2 separate regions of the Mus musculus genome follow, and region 2 is linked to region 1. The links are chromatin contacts, called in public HiChIP or PLAC-seq maps. All regions are on one chromosome and are shown on one strand. Each heading gives the region's core, a stretch centred on a gene start, on an enhancer-like site or on the middle of the called end of the contact. The rest is flanking DNA. Distances are from core to core; before and after follow the strand shown.

Region 1 (5,578 bases), core at 2,167-4,666:
AGATATGGAACTTCTGGATCCCCAGAGGCGGCTATGAGATGCAGGGGAGGAAGGGAGATTTTCGCCATGCTTCGGAGGGAAGAAAGTTGACCAGCCATGTGAGGTCTCAGATAGAGTGGCCATAGGCTGCTTCTCCAGGCAGGTGGTTAGAACATAACTAAGCTGAGGGCAGACTTAGGGTGTTGAGCTGGGACTAAAGGTAACTGAGCAACGAAGCTGAGGGCAGATTGAGAGGTGCTAAGCTAAGAGTATTGGGAAATGCACTCTAGTCATGGGAGATTAGAAGTGCCCAGCAATTGAGTCAATAAGACAGGTTGAAAATAAGTTAATGTGTATATGTTTCATCTGTGGATTGGAGGGAACCTGGGCAGAGCTAGGATCATGGTCTGCCTGGAGATTAAAGCGGGGTAGCAAAAGCTACACACTACTGAATGTAGGCGTCTTTTGCTGACGCTACCCAGTTCCCAAAGGCTTGCTGTGATAGCTCTGCAAACTAACAGATCATACCCAAGCCCTGTCTGCAATGAAGTCACAAACTCTAGGAGGATGTGAGGGACCTGAGTAAATATGGGTATGAGATTCCTTCTCTGTCTTAGTAAACCATGAGAAGTTTTGGCAGCATGCTGGCCAGCCCAGCCAGGTCGAGAGGTCAGCCTTCTGAGTTAAAGCACAGCCCATCGTCAGTTCACTTGCTGTGCCACAACTATGCTCTTCAGTCTCTGAAACTTCCTCAGCTATCCTGGGAAGCAGCATCATGATGCGCAGGACTCTGACTGAATGGTGACCCGTGAAGAGGCTGGAATACATTGAAGCACACACTCACCTGCACCCTAAACACAGGGTGCACAAGCCCAGGCATCAGACATTGACAAGGAGATTTATTTATGCAGCAATAGGAAAATCTCCAATATGCTTATTCATGTGGCAGTCACAGAATAGCTGGCATAAAGTAGATCAAGAGTTCGTAAGCTCTCCCTAAAAGCCAGATAGTGCTCAAAAAGAAAACAAGGCAGGGTACTAGGGAGATGTCTCAAGTGGTAAAATGTTTGCTGCAAAGCAGCAGAAACCAAGTTCAAATCCCTAGAACCTACATAAAATGGGGATTCAGCAGTGTACCCTGGTAACTACATCACTGAGAGAGGATGATCTACGGTCTTGATAGCCAGACTGCCTCAAAAAACATAAGGTAGGGGAATAATGGGAAACATTTGACAACACTGTCTGACCCCCACATGTATGTGAAGCACACACACACACACGCACACACACACACACACACACACACACACACACACACGGGGTGGGGGGGTCCAGGAGTGGGGATCTGTAGTGGAAAGAATGGTCACAGACAGATCAAGGTCAAAAAGCAAATGCCTTTGATAGACAGTGCTGATGTCCCCAGTGCTGTTAGCCCCAGTGACAGAGCTGGGGCTGTCCCTTCATTCTAAGGCCATACAATTTCAATAAGTAAGATTTAAAAATTAGAAAACAGAGGCCCTTTCCCCCACCCCACATCAGAGAGAGGGAAAAGAATAAAAACTATATTGCAGACACAAGTCACAAGACGTCTGTTAATGTTATGGGACTTGAAAATTCGCTGCCTACGTCCTTCAAATATGATTTTTTTTTTAAATCACCATGAAAATCCAAACGGCCCAGGTTTTTAAACCCTCCCCCAAAGGGGGCAGTGGTGTTAAATCCCTCCTTCACCACCCGCTCTCCCAGCCGTCTATTACTGTGGAGTTACGAGGTGAGGATGAAGGGCCTGACTGGGGAGGGACGCCAAGTCTCTGTGCAGACACTGGCTCCATCCACCATGTGTCTTGGACATCTGTTTCGACAGGCATTTGTGATTTATTGCCTCTGACTCTCATATTAAACATTTTCAATATCTCTTAACAGTTTGACACAACCTGTTAAAATAAATTTCAACCACAAGTCACTCATCCTCACCTGAGGAGGCAAAGGCTACACTAAAACGATCTCTTTACAGCCCCGGCCAGAAAAAACAGAGAGTAAGTCTTTCGTGCACATAGGTAGAAGTGGCAATCCAAAATCACCATGGGGGATTTCCCCCTAACTTACAAAGCTATGCACATAAGGCACACACAGGCAAAGGTCACTAGGCACAGAACTGCACATGCCTCTGCTGCTCAGTGAACACAAAGTCCTAGAAAGATCTATGTGCCGCAGAGATGACATCAGCTACAGGGGAGTGCACATGGACCAGATGAAACTAATGTTTGAGTGCACTGCAGGGGAGCAGTAGAGAGAGAGAGAGAGAGAGAGAGAGAGAGAGAGCGCTCACCAGTTGAACTGCTAGAGATAAAACATTCAACTAGTTGTCTAAATTCTAAATTCTCTTTTTATGACCTGTTTGAAACCAGAGGAGAGGGTGTAGGGTGGCTTGTTGTTAGAACACTTACCTATTGAGCACATGATCTTGGGTTCAATCCCCAGGAATACACACACACACACACACACCAAATGCGCCACCAAGACCCTCGGCTTGTAATAAGAGAGTTTATCATTATTGGGGGGGGGAGGGGGTGATATGCTATTGTCTTGAGGTCAGCAGCACATATATTCACTCACAAAGCCATATGGGCAGAGTATGTTTCAACATAGAGTGTCTCAGCATCTGCACATGTTTAGTTGAATACTCAGTGTGTAATACAATAGCATCCAGGAGGAGCTGGGGACTAAGTGCCAATGGCAGAATGCTCAGCTTGCACGCAAAGGTCCTAGGGCCCATCACGAATATCGCATAAACTGGATGTGGTAGGGCGTATCTGAAGACCCAGCACTGCGCTCAGAAGAGATGCTCCAGATCACCCTCAGCTACGCAGCAAAGTTCAAGGCCAGTCTGGTCTATTCGAAATCCCGTCTCAGCAGCAGCAGTAAAAACAAAACCAAAATAAATAAATAAACACAAAACCAAACAAAAAAACCCCAGAATGCATTGGCCTGTCCCTTACTGTGTTCAGTTGAACTTGAGATGAAAAGGAGACCTGGGATTCCAGATACGCAATGTGACCCCAAGAGTTGAGAGATTAAAAACATGCAGTACTCTGAAGACCTGAGCTTCCTCTGTATGGAACTGCCCTGCTCATCCTAAGACCAGGTTCCTTCTCCCTCTACTACTGCACCATGTCCCAAAGACATGGAACTATAAGCCACCATCAAGATGCCCTGAAAACACCCTGCTGGTGGCCTGGCAGGCATTCACATGCCGGTTCCCAACCTCAAATGGCTGAGCCTAACAGCTATGTCCACTCTGGACACCCCGGGCTGAACTCATCTCTTTTAAGGCTGTCCAGTGCAAAGCAGGAACACGGTGCAGTTGCAAGAGTGGAGAGTTTAGACTTCCGGTCACAGATGCACAACTCACCACTGCTATGGCAAATGCTGTGATCAGCTCTCTGAATTCACCACACTCTGATGTCCTTGGACGGTGACCCAGCACTCTACTCTCCCTCTACACTGCGCACAAAAACACCATCACGCAGGGCAAGAACATTAAGTGACAGATGATCAGGGTAGGAAGCAAGATAACTCAGTGGGCATCCAGCAACACCAAGCTCAAGCCCACCTTGCCCCTGGACAGAACAATGGCTGCTGCCACGTAGCTATGGACAGTGAAGGGACAGGCCCCACTCTCTGTTCCACCGCCTGCCTCAGACCCGGCACAGCATACCAACTGCGAGAACACAGACAATGAGTGCTCTTGCTCTGAATTCGCAGAGCGGGAGCTGGGATTTGGTATGAAACAATCAGGCAATTACATTTAAGCATCAGCACGGGAGACTTAAAAATTCACGATGCTGTCAGTCAAGAAAAGAAACTCATCAGCTAGGCTCTCGGCTGATGCTCACTGGTCTGTCTCCTGGCAACACACCCTCCAAAGACTCGTCCCTGCATCCCAATCCCTAGGCTAAATGGGCAGCACATCCCTTCAGCAAAGCACACACCACAGAACAAACAGAGGTGGAGGAGAACTCAGGAACAACGTGACACTGAATCGGAGGCAACATTCCCAGCTTTGCCTTTTCTGTCTTTCACAAGCAGACAAGACCCAGAACTTCTGCTGCCTTTGAAGACAAATTAGACATGGTCCGTTTAAAAAACAATAATAATAACTTGAAAAGTGGATTTTTGAAAATACCCATCAAAAGATGGCTTAGCAGTTAAGAGCACTTCCTGATCTTGCAGAGGACTTGGGCTTGCATGGCTGCTCACAATCACCCTAACCCGAGTTCCAGGGGACCTGATACCCTCCTCTGGCCTCCAAGAACATCAGGCAAGCACACAAGTACACATGCATACATGCAGATAAACACTCATACACATAAAACACAAACATTAAAAATAAATAAAAAGTTGGTTACACCAGCCGTAGAAATTGTCCCTTGCTTACAGTTCTGCAAAATAAAACTAGCAGCTATAATTTAATTAAAGGACTACCAACTCCCCCCACTAACTTAAATGAAAAATGGTTATAATTTTCTTTATGATTTTGCTCCTCCTTCTTTTTTGAGACAGTAGCTCACGTAGACCAGGCTGGCCTATAAATCCCTATGAATAGAGAGGAAGACCTGAGCTGAACTTCTGATCCTCCTTTCTGTACCTGCTGAGTGTTGAGGTTGCAGGTATATGCTACCCTGCTCAGTTACATGGTGCTGGGGATGGAACCTGGGGCCACCAACTGGGTCCAACCCCCAGCCCACTCTCTGGGATTTTACAATGCACTGGTTTTCTTTACATTGAGTCAGTGTCACAAACAGGGTTCCAGAAGCCAAGGAAGAAAAGGGGAAGGAACTATACAATGAATGTATCAAATTTTGTCATGTCACCAGCTCAAAACAGCCAAACAACACTTAAACAAATACACACACACATGAACACACGCATACACACATAGACACACACATAGACACACACATGTACACACACATATACATCAAACACACATATACACACATACACACATATAACACACATACATACATACACACATGTGTACACACAAATATGCACATACACACATATACACATATACATACACACAGCCTAAGTAACAAAGAAGATGAGGTATCGAACTTAAAGTTCAAGATTTAAAAATCTCGAATAGCAAGCAGTCCCTCCCTGTCTCAGGTCTCAATTAGTAGCCAAAGCCTGGGCCTCTTTTTATCAACAAAGAACTGGTAAGGGACAACGGTGGCTCCAAATCATGGGATGACATAAGCCCTGGAAACAACCTGAAAGCAACAACGGAAACGGGAGAGTGGGGGTTGTAAGAAATGACCCACGAATTACCAAGTAATGAGGTCTGTACTTATTCACTAATTACTAAGACTGTTGAGAAGAATTGGTCTCTATTCACTGATACAGAAACACATCTGAGACATAGCAGAGAATAGCACTATCTAGCAAGAAGCTATCTGCAGGTCAGTGTGCTTAAAATGCTCATGTGGGTGCAGAAGATTGTAGATGGATGGAGAAGCAAACGCCAAACAAATGCAAAACAAAAAACAAAACAAAACAAAACAAAGCAAAGTTAAAAAAACAAAACAAACAA
Region 2 (5,578 bases), core at 1,946-4,445, 300 kb before region 1:
TTGAAAACCACATTAATAAACCTTAACATTTGTTTCTTCTGCACCTGAACTTGATATTAGAGCCCTGTGACAGGGTACTCCTTCACACAATGTTTAATTACCCATGCTTCTGCTTAGAATCTAAAACTAATTGGAATAAGACTTTGTTTAGTATAAACAGATAGCTCAAAAGAAGCTGATTAAGGGATAATGTGCTTCTTAGGAAACATTTCAAGGAAATCAGCAAAATGTTGTGTCTGGTTAAACACAGTGCCTGGCATCAGCATAGGAAGAGAGACAAGAAGGTCATGAACCTTCCAGGGTCTTCAAATACCTGCACCGTTTCCTTTTGATATCTGGGCATGAAACCAATAGTGTCAAGAGAAAGATATATCAGATCCCCTCCTCTAACACATTCATGCCTGTCTTAGTTAGGGTTTTACTACTGTGAACAGACACCAAGGACAACAGTCAGTGGGGCTGGCTTATAGGTTCAGAGGTTCAGTCCATTGTCAGGAGTATGGCAGTGTCCAGGCAGCCATGATGCAGGAGGAGTTCAGTTTTACAACTTCATTCTCCACTAGAAGTTGGCTTCCAGGCAGCTTAAAACCCACACCCACAGTGACACACTTCCTCCAACAAGGCCATACCTCCAAATAGTGCCACTTCCTGGGCCAAGCATATTTAAACCACTGCAATGCCCATCATTAGAATGTATTTTTTTGCTTGTTTGTTTGATACAAGGTCTGATAGATCAGGATGGCATAGAACTGTTGCTTCTCCTACCTCCATGTCCTACCTGCTAGGATTACATATGTGTGCTGTCATGTTGGTTTATGTGGTCCTAGTGACTGAAGCCCAGGCTACCTGCATGCTAAGTAAGCATTCAACCAACTGAGCTACATCCTTAGCCCCAATTGCTTCCATATTTGGCTACTTTTTTAGGAAAAGTCACAGAAAACATCATAGTCTAGCAATGGTTCATCAAAGGATCTATTCTGATTCATGCCATACATCACAGTCTTGGAAGGAAATCATCTCTATTGACTGAGGTCACATTTCATTAAAAAAGGATCTTTACAAAGCAACCTGCCATTAAAGAGTTATTTTTCCTGTTCATCTTTATATACCCACCTTTGAACTATTCAAACTACTCAAAAGGCTCCGAGGGAGCCTGTATCCTCATCTCCTTCTGATGAGCTATCCTTTCCTTGAAGGAAACTTATCATTTACACTGTTCTTTAGGCCCAAGACTGCATTCTAGAAGTAAAACCAGACCTTAGGAAAAGTCTGAGGATTCCCCAACACTACTGAAGAAAAATCAGGGAAAATTTAAGTCATTATAAGCGAGGGTATAAGGACTATTAAATCATTCAGTGCACATACTAAGGACATTCAGAAGAAAGACCAACTGCTCTGGATTTATAGATGGTAAAGTGGATCCTCAGTGTGCAGACACAAGCACTGAAGGATGAAATTTAAGTAAGAGGGAAGACAGGCCTACAGCAGAGCACTGTGCATCAGCAAGGGGCAGGCAAACTCTCAACACAGCCTGAGGTAGGAAACAGCAAGGAATAAGGAAACTGGATGAGACCTAAGACCATGAGGTAAGAATACCAAGCAAGACAAAATGGATTTGCTTCTGCAACCTTTCTGTTGAATATCCACCTAGCTAGACTCCGGAAGGTAGTGCTGATTGGCCTGTTTGAGCAGGCTCATAGGTGGCCAATAGTGGCACTAACATACTATATTACACCAGATAAGGAAAAGGTAACGGCGGCAAAACTCAGGGAGAAATATCAGAGACATATTCTGTGAAACGTCATCACTAGGCAGGGGGTGAAGGAAGGAGGAGGAAGAAGAGAAAAGAGATGAGGGAGGCTGGTAAGAATCCAGGGAGAAGGGACACAGGAGCCACCATAGTCACACAATAAAGAAGTAACTTCCTTCTGAATTTAGGGTGTGTTTGGAGAGAGCTACACTGGAAGTCAGGTCTGCAGCTTGCAATGAATGGATCAACTACTACATGCAATTTCTGCCATGTCGAAGTGACAGGAAGAAGAGACAAAAAGAATCAGTACTTTAGAGCAGTGGGTATGAAGGAGGCAAATAAACCTCCAAAGGGTGAGACAGCAACGATGGCCAGGGAAACACAATACAGCAAAAGAGAAGGGGGTACCGAAGGGTGAATGTTGAGGAAGAAAGATGCAGATTTGACAAATGTAAAAGTTAGGCCTTGGAACCATTTGCTAGGGGGAAACGTGGATAAGAATGAAGTAAACAGATGAAAGAAGTCTTTGGCAGAAGAACCACTCAAAACATTTGAAGGCATTACCATGTCTGGCAACGAGAGGATGAAGTGGTCCAGAATTAACTTGCCAGTGTAGAAAGCTAGAAAACAAAAGAAAACACAGGAACCAACCGTTTTCCAAAGCTTAGACATCCATGGGATTATTTCCCCTGAAGAAAGGAGTCATGAGGCACACCTGGCCATTACTGAAAGTTCCAATCCTGTGGTCTCTTCCACTCTACAGTGTAGAGAGAAAAAAATAAGACCACAGTGAGGGGGGGTATGCTATAAACCTAGAATACAAGGATGGTCATGTGACTGCAGATGAACCAATCCGAGGCAACGTATGCAGATAGCCCTGCAGAAATCCTCATGAGCCTGCTTTAGTCCTTAACAATTAACCTGGGAATAAGTAAGAGAACATTGCAAGTTCAGGCATGAGCAAATATGGGGAAACAGTAGGCAAACTCCAACTACTGCACATGGGGCTTGTGTATGGTTCGCCCATGCAACAAATTCTCCATGACTGATGGAAGACAATCTGCACTTTATCCCTTAAGATGGGTGCTTCTATTACCAAGTTCTTGGAAAATGGATCCATTCAAGATAAAACATTTTGCTAACAACTTCCATGGCTCACTGGCAGGGAAGAGAAGGCTTATTAGCTTGGCACTTCAGATACGGCTTTGTCCATATGGCAAAACACATACCAGATTTTTAAAAAGTCAATCAAACCATTCTGGCCCAGCTATTAAAATAAACAGCATGGTCAATAAAACCGGTTGTGTTATTTAAGTCCGTCTGTTGTTCTCCCAGAAGACTGGAAGACTGCTACCATCAGAATGACGGTCTGTACTTCTTTCAGTCTGCTAGCTTCCCGTGTGGTCACAATGCATGCTTAGAAAGACCAGATTTTCTAAATATAAAAAGCAGGACACAGCTGACATATGCTCCAACAATGGGACGGGAGAGGAGAAAGAGAGATGATTATAACAGGGCCCACAGAGGTCAAGAACTTGCCAAACAACCAAAAGAAAGGGGGGGGGGCAGAGCTGGATCCGAATCTAAAGCCACTTTTGGTAGAGCTCACGCCTTGCTGTTCTGGAAGTGGGAAAGGCAGGCAGAGGGGGTCCTAGGGGTAAAGGCCAGGCCCAATAAAGTGGGAAAGGCCGGCAGAGGGGGTCCTAGGGGTAAAGGCCAGGCCCAATAAAGGGCACTTTGTAAACTGCCTTACAGCTTCTTCCAGGAATCCCAAACAGTATCAGAAGAATAAAATGATTACAACATACCTAGTCATACAAAGCAAGTCATATGACTCTAATACAATAAGAACAAAGAATTTTCTGTTTTACAGAGAGTACAGCCAGTAAGAGAACCATCTTCCTCAGTCTAAGCAGCGAGTGTATATTTGTCTGCTGGTGGTCCTCAGTCTAAGCAGCAAGTGTATGTGTGCTGGTCCTCCTTGACTTTGTGTTGTATGCATATGTGTATGCAGGTGCACATGTTCTTGTGGGCATTCCTGGGGAGGCCAGAGGTCAACCTGAGACACTCTTTACCTTTTTTTTTTTTTTTTTTAGATTGGGCCTCTCACTGGTCTGGCGCTGGTGGAGACTAGGCTGGCCAGTCAGGGAGTCACGGGGATCCTCTGTCTTCATCTCCCCCGTGATGGGATTACAAAGGCATACACAACACACCTGGCTTCTGTGTGGGTGCTAGAGGTGAAACTTAAATCCTTATTTGCAAGGCAAGCAAATTCACCAGCGATCTCATCTCAGCCAGGTTCCTTTTTTATTTTAGACACTATGTAGACCTGGCTGGCCTTGAACTCATGGAGATCTATCCGCTTCTGCCTCCTGAGTGCTAGACTTAAAGGTAAATTTTTAAGACACACTTTTAGAATAGAATTTTTTTTTTTAATTTTGGTTTTTCAAGACAGTGTTTCTCTGTGTAGCCCTGGCTGTCCTGGAACTCACTAAGTAGACCAGGCTGGCCTCGAACTCAGAAATCCGCTTGCCTCTGCCTCCAAGTGTTGGGATTAAAGGCGTGTGTCACTACTGCCTGGCTGGAACATAATTCTTAATATAGGTAGACCAATATTCAATTATCTGTGAATTAAATAAATTTTTTTTAAAAAAGGGTAACAGATTAGTAAATATATTTGCTTTTGAATGCATTTATCAAAAATTGAAAGATACAAATCTTTATTTCTGGACAGTTTGCAATTCTTACTTAGCAGCATTGTCTGGTACAGTAGGCCATTAATAATCTTCACACAAACTGGTCAGCATAGCTGTAAAAACACGGTGTATTTCACAGTCAGTCTGGAGGAAATGGAAAGTGTCCATGTATTTATTTTCTTGCCTATTTATTTTCTTGTTCTTACTGTCAGTGTTAGACAGAGCCTCAGTCTACACTGTGATTCTACATTTTAGGTTAGTAGCTCTCAGCAAACATGAGACATTACTATCCACGAGCTTTATGAAAAGTACTTGAAATCTGGGGCTTTAAGCAATCTCTGCTAGATTCCCCCTAGCCTAGATGTCCTGTCCCTGTTTCTGAGTGCACTGTTCACAGGATCACCTGACTCTAGAAGAAAGTTCAGCTCTATACAGACATCTGTACTCTGAGACCCATCTCTCAGCTTCCCTGTGTCACCACAGTTCTCGGAAGGTGCCAGCACAGCTGCTCCAACCGGAGTGGACATGGGCAAGCTAGCTGCTCATGAGGCCAGGCACGTGTGCTGGGTGAGGTGTCACCCAAAGTGTCACACACGAGATGCTTTGTTCTTTTCCAATGATGGTGAGGTTCAAACACGAGTCCCTCCTGACACTTATGACAAAGGACTTGGCCTTGACTCTCAAGACATATGAAATGAAAAATGTAAACATTATTAGCCATTCAAATGATGAGAAGAAATTCCCGAAGCACGTGTGTGTGTGTGTGTGTGTGTGTGTGTGTGTGCATGCATGTATTCACACACATACACACACGATAAAGAGACAGAGAGAGAGAGAGCGCGCGCCTAGAATTCTTAACTTTAGTACATTTTTTTTTAAAGTATGCTCAATTAGTGGCGAATGTTGGAAACATCTTGACAGTGTCTTGGAGATGAAAGTATATGGTACAGAATGAGGAAAGGGAGAGCACATGCTATCTGCAGTCACAATGAATCAAAGCCCAGAAGGAAGCCAGCAAGCCAGCAGGTTCTAATGAAATATTAAGGCAAATGATTATTGATGAAAAATGAATAAGCCTTTTTGATTTCAGCAACCTTTAAATCACACCTAGCTAATTAAAACAACCCAAATC

Evidence for each region. HiChIP or PLAC-seq counts read pairs in DNA pulled down with a chosen protein or histone mark.
Region 2: an H3K27ac HiChIP or PLAC-seq map of VIP interneurons shows a contact between it and region 1, with 4 times the contacts expected there. The contact joins two enhancer-like sites. A contact is called at or near these places in 4 of 484 Hi-C or Micro-C datasets (embryonic fibroblasts and nephron progenitors) and 4 of 115 datasets of contacts at active chromatin or transcription factors (T-cell acute lymphoblastic leukemia, VIP interneurons, bone marrow-derived macrophages and 1 more).

The regions. Positions count from the first base shown.
Region 1 is chr8:127,193,264-127,198,841 of GRCm38.p6, reverse strand. All of the region lies in intron 2 of Pard3 (par-3 family cell polarity regulator), which reads right to left. Among named protein-coding and RNA genes, the nearest start is that of Pard3, 130 kb to the right of the region's middle. Within about 2 kb of position 3,416, at least 15 of the 459 cell types and tissues checked have an H3K27ac peak or open chromatin away from gene starts, as enhancers often do. A contact at or near this core is called in VIP interneurons, where this site is marked.
Region 2 is chr8:127,489,623-127,495,200 of GRCm38.p6, reverse strand. All of the region lies in intron 22 of Pard3 (par-3 family cell polarity regulator), which reads right to left. Gm51558 (a long non-coding RNA gene) reads right to left here. Exons shown (of 2, transcript XR_003947492.1): 1 at 1-5,578. Among named protein-coding and RNA genes, the nearest start is that of Gm51558, 18 kb to the right of the region's middle. Within about 2 kb of position 3,195, at least 4 of the 459 cell types and tissues checked have an H3K27ac peak or open chromatin away from gene starts, as enhancers often do. A contact at or near this core is called in VIP interneurons, where this site is marked.